2 separate regions of the Rattus norvegicus genome follow, and region 1 is linked to region 2. Evidence: chromatin contacts called from public Hi-C data. All regions are on one chromosome and are shown on one strand. The core of a region is the stretch at or near the end of the contact, and the rest is flanking DNA. Distances in the headings are between cores, read along the strand shown.

Evidence for each region. A called contact is a pair of places that touch in the nucleus more often than the background predicts.
Region 1: a contact with region 2 is called in a Hi-C map of mammary epithelial cells, with 2.5 times the contacts expected there. The contact joins the enhancer-like site here to the promoter of Macf1l1 in region 2. A contact is called at or near these places in 1 of 12 Hi-C or Micro-C datasets (mammary epithelial cells) and 1 of 1 datasets of contacts at active chromatin or transcription factors (oligodendrocytes).

What each region holds. Positions count from the first base shown.
Region 1 is chr5:141,210,274-141,212,973 of GRCr8, forward strand. All of the region lies in intron 2 of Macf1 (microtubule-actin crosslinking factor 1), which reads right to left. Among named protein-coding and RNA genes, the nearest start is that of Macf1, 22 kb to the right of the region's middle. Within about 2 kb of position 1,313, at least 64 of the 93 cell types and tissues checked have an H3K27ac peak or open chromatin away from gene starts, as enhancers often do.
Region 2 is chr5:140,968,622-140,971,321 of GRCr8, forward strand. It overlaps Macf1l1 (microtubule-actin crosslinking factor 1 like 1), which reads right to left and starts at 1,435. Exons shown (of 1, transcript NM_001291383.1): 1 at 1-1,435. The coding sequence starts at 659. All of the region lies in intron 58 of Macf1 (microtubule-actin crosslinking factor 1), which reads right to left.

The DNA.
Region 1 (2,700 bases), core at 63-2,562, 240 kb after region 2:
CCTTCACATGGAAAGAAAGGCAAGGCTAGTCACTAGAGACCAGCTTTGGCGGGGGAGGGGTGGCTGTGAAGTTTCTGGGAAAATCAACATCTCCAAAGAGAGTGCAGTCCAGAGCACACTGAATATAAATCAAAGCTGGGGCTCCAGGGCCACGCACCCCTGCCTTCCACTCGGGGCGGTTAAGGAAAGGCAGTCCGCAGCCCTGCTGGCCTGTCAAAACTTTCTCTGCGTGCACTCAGCGGAGATTAGACATTAACTCGCTGAACTGCTTCGCAAGACAGCCTCCAGGGGCTGAAATCCGAGCTCCGAGACCAATCTTTATTTCTGAGAGGAAAAAAAAAATAATAATGCTAACTAGACCCCTGCCTCAACCAGGCAGGCCCAGACATTAAGGAGGGTGGCCTGGGGGTGGGGAGGCCTCCCCACAGAAATCTGCACACTCACCGGCCACGCCGCCCACCCGACCCCCACGACCCCCTGGGTGCTCGCCATCCTAGGCTCCCTCTCGACAACTCTTGATAGTCAAAGAGACAAAAGCGGGCGGGCGACCCCCGGAGATCCACCGCAGGGAAGCTCGCCCCGGGAAACCGAATGAGAGCGTCTCCCTCGAGCCCAACTCCTCCTCCACCAGAGTCCCAGAGCAGGCGGTCTCCCGAGCCAGCTCCACGTCTCTCCTCCTTCGGATCCGGCCAGATAATAGAGCAAACAGTGTGACTGGAGATATGAGAGCGCCGAGCGCCGGCCGGGGAGCGGGGCTCCGAGGCTTATCTCAACTCTACCAGAAGCCGGCGGCCGCAGCTCCTGGCCCAGCCCCGCGCCGGTGGACGCGCCCCCCGCCCGCCTCCCCACCTGCACCGGGCCGAGCCGCTCCGGCTCCCGCCAGCGCCGGCCCGGCCGCAGCCTCACCTTTGTAGCGCTCCAGCACATCCTCGTATGCCTGCACGAACTCCTTCTCCTGGCTGCGGTTGGCCGGCTGCTGACCCGGCACGTAGCCGGCCATGGCTGCCCGCGCCGCGCTCTGCCCGGGCCCCGAGGGGCTCCGGCTCCAGGCCCGCGCGCCGAGGCGGCGGCGGCGGCGTCCCCAGCCTCGGCCTTTGTGCGGTTCTGTGGCGGCGGCGCCTTCGCTCTCTCGCTCTCCGCTCTGCGTCTGTCTCGCTCGGCCCGGCAGTCGCTCTCGGCTCCCTCAGACCGCTCGCACCCGGCCGGCTCGCGCTCCGCCGGTCCCGGCTCGCGTTTCCGCCTCCCCACCCCTCGGCTCCGCTCCTCCCTCAGCCCGCCCCGGCGCGACGGCGGCGGCGCCTCCTGTCAGGAGCGCCAGGCCGGGCCGGTTCCCCGCCCCTCAGCCCGCCGCCTCCGCCGCCGGGCGCGTCCTCAGTCCCGCGACTGCAGCCTGCTGGGCCGGGAGGGCGGCCGACCACCGCCCGGGCGGGCCGCGAGCGGGAGCGGGGCACGGAAGAGGCCGGCCGACGCCTGAGGCCCGCCGCCAGGAGGCCCCCCTGCACGTCAGAACAGGAGGCCGAGCGGGCCGCAGAGGCCGGGAGACCCCCGGGCCGACCCAAGCTGGGCCGCAGCCCTACTCAGCGCTAACATACACCGGCAGCCGGGACAAAGGAGGGAGCCACGGGCTGGGCCTGTGCGGCTGCGGGAAAAGGTCCTAGAGAAAACCTTGAAGGCAGAAGCAAAAGACCAAGATGCCTCACATCCAAGGCCACACTGCTCCAGAACCAAGACAAGAGCAAGACCCAGCCAGGACTGATATATATGTGAGGCCGAAGGGCTCACAAAGAAGCCCGGGAACAAAGGATTGTCCAGAAACAGACGAAACTGAAGTGGAAGCGAGGGGGACAGAGCCATCACCATAAAGTAAACCAGGCCAAGGAGCAAAGCCTGAGAGATGACAACTGAGAGAGTGATGAAAACAGGATTCTGAGTGCACATGGGGGGAGGGCATAAATCCAGGGGGGAAGAGACCCAATAGGATTACTAAACTGTGACAGCCCTCTCAACCGAGCGACCTAAATCAAAAGGGAGAAATGTGGGAACCTGAGGCTGCACCACGACTGCCAGGGAACAAAGGAAGGATTCTGGAGCAAAACTGGTTAGGGCAACGCGAGGGAAGCCAGTAGCCAGTTATTCTCAGCCCTGGAGGGGGAAAAAAAAAAGGGAAACGTAAATACGAGCAGGGATTTATTTAGGACCATTTTGTAAAGGGTTCCCAGCGTCATCAGGTTCTCCATTTAGTTGTATATCATTCAATCCCACTAGTCATGGGTTGACTAGAACCAAAAGCAATGAATGAGGAATTCCAAGATGGTAGCTCACACCTGTAGTCCTAGCCCTCAAGAGGCCGAAGCAGAATTGCTACAAGTTCAAGGTCTGTCTGGGCCTCAGAGTAAGACTGTCTCAAACAAACAAAACTGATACTTTTAGCCCACTTTTGGCCCACTCAGCCGTCGTTGACTTGTTTTCCGGGAAACGGGGAAGTGGCTGTGGTAATAACTTAGACTAGTAAATGTCACAGCAAAGACACATGAGCAAGTAGAAGAAGATTGCATATGGCATTGAGCAACCAAAGTGGCCGCTTGGAATTCCATTTCAGTTCTCATTCTTCAGAGTGAAGAAGGAGCCTCTTACCCTAGAGCAAGAACTGTAACTTTGTACCTTTCGAATGATGTCAAGTATTTGGTCAGTCATTGCTCA
Region 2 (2,700 bases), core at 185-2,684:
AATCTGAAGTCCTGGCAGTCTCTCAAATTTTTTACATTTTGTACTTCTGGAATATCTACAGATTTGGACATGTGTTCCAAAGTAACGGACTCAGACTGAGGTTCCCTGTGGTCAAACTGACCAGAACTTTCTGTCAATGCAGAACTGGATTCTTTTTTCTCATGCAAGGAAGGATTTGAAGCACCAGCTTCTGAGACTTCACTCAGAGAAGCCTCCATCCTTTCTGCAAATTCTGGGAAGTTGGGTGGCATGAAGGACTTCCAGGATCTCCTGTTAACATTATCTTTGCGCTCTGCATTTGGCCGACGTCTGGGTGGCACAGGTGCTGACTTCTGCACATCACTGCTTAGCTTTAATGCATCAAATATTATCCTCTCATCCAGCTTCTTGCCTTCTGGTACTCTAGATTCAAAAACATTAGATGATGCTCCTAATGTACCATTGCTGGATAGGGTACTTCCGTCCATCTTCTCCATGGTGCTTTTTGACGTCTGATTAAGTTTTGACCCCTGGTCAATCTGTTCATTTATCCGCATCGTATCGTATATGGACCTCTGTGGAACATAGCAATCTTCTATATAGCCGTCCTCATCTTCCCCTTTACCCAGGCAGGTGGGGTTCCTCCTTAAACAGTCTGGCCTGCTAAGTGGCTTACCCATACTTTTTCAATAAAGATGAACCATCAAGCTTTCAAAAAGTTTTTTTTCACAGGTTCTCTCAAAATACATTCTATATGAATTGTAAGTTCTCTTACATGTTTATACTCCAAACCACCAATTGCATCTGCCTTCCAGAAAGATCTGGAAGTTCCAATTTGAAACCATTCTGGGAAAAACTCTAAGACAAACAGGTTTTTCCTCACAGGCTAGCAGCCTCATAATTGCAGACAGACAAATGATATTATTTAATCAACAAGCATAAAACAATTACTTGTATGGCTTCTGGTTTTACTTTTCTAAAGAGTACTGTCCCTTCAAATTCAGTCTGCAAAAAATCATTTGATATTGACAAATCTTATTCAATATCTAGTTTCACTCTATTCTCACCGAAGCTGAGTTGGAAGCAGAAAATTTATACCAACTATGTCCTTTAATAACAATGGCACACCCTCTCTAGCTTTCAAGTATGGTCCAAGCTCCTAAGAATTCCTTTCATTTTTATCCTGTGTTGAGCCCCGAAGAGTCCAGCTGGTCTGAATTAGCCATTCGTCCTCTCTAGTTGGGGTGTTTGCATTTGAACAGGGCTGGTCAGCGGATATTCCTGCAACTTTAAACACAGGAAGTCCTTCATTCGGGGCCAGCTTGGGGCTTCCTGTCTCCAAAACATCATGGCATTGTTGTGGCTTCCAAGCCAACACTGTATCGTGGCCGCAAAACAAGGCGAGTGGAGGCCCACGCTGGGCCTTTCAGAAGGCGGGCAGGCTGCGGCAGCGACCAAGAGGTAGTCTGAAGGACTCACTTAGCACCGCCCGCAAACCCGCGCCATGCCTCGCGCCCCGGAGGGCCAGGGTCGCCTCACCGCAACCTTGCAGGTGGCTCCTGGCGGGCCGGCCTTGGGTCTAGCGCTCAGGAAGTTAGTTTGTCCCTCCGGCAGCAGAAAGTCCCGTGTCCTGTGGGCGCCGCCTCCCCGGCCACTGCAGGTCCCCGGCCCCCAGCCGCCGCGTCGTGGGCTGCATGACAAGCAGTCGCCTCTTTTCTCCACCACGCCGCGGGCCCTGGAGCCGTTTTCCCCGTCCGCAGCTGTCACGGTCCCGGCATGCAAACTTCTGGCCGGGAACAAAAGGCTCCGCTCCGGCCGCACGAGGGGGGCGAGCCCGCCTCTCTAACGCCGCGCGGCCCGCTCACACGCCGCTGGCTGGAAGTGCTCGGGTGGCGGGCGGATCTCCTCCCCTTTCCAGCCCCGCCACTGCCGCTGCCCCGCCCGGGCAGCCCCCTTGGAAGCCCGGGAGCGCGCGGCGCCGACTGCAAGGGAGGAGGACGGGGGCGGGGCCTGCAGGGAGCCCCGCCGGGAGGGGAGGGGGCGGGGGCAAGGATTGGAAGCCAAGGCGGCAAGGGAGGGGCTTCCTGGGGTTGGGGCCAGGGACTCCAGCTCATCCTTCACCCCCTCTAGCTCACTCCCTCCACACCCGCGGGCGTAGTAGTGTCCCCGCCCGCGAGGGTGAGAGGAGAGGAGCAGTCCTGGTCACGCCGGACAAATCTCCTGACAAAGGAAAGCCCCGCCCTCATATCGCTGGCCCGGCCCCTACGCCCCCGCTTCTTTCCAACCCCTGGGATGCGAGCCCAGCACAAGGGCGAACCCAGAAGGGGCGCCCCCGCCTCTCCCACTGCCAGCCGGTTGTGGCTAGGGCCACTCGGGGCCCCATCTGCCGGTAGAGACCTACGGGCTAGGGTGGGCGGTCTGCACTACTCTAGGCTCCAGCTCTGCCACACTGTCCTTGTATTTTTCCAATGTCACCTCTGGCGCTGACCAAAGAACTGACTAGCCTTAAACACAGCCTTTTCTTGGTATGCCAAGGAATTGAGTTAGACTCAGGAACCAAGTTATTGGACAAACTCTAGGCACAGTTTCCCTTCTCAAGTGCGTCAGATCTTGGCCCATTACGCCACCTGGACTTCTCTGCTCAGACTTCAGCGGTCTTAACGACCGGAAAATGGGGTGCAGGTTGAAGTGCAGAGAGGACACTGGCAGGAACAGCCCAGG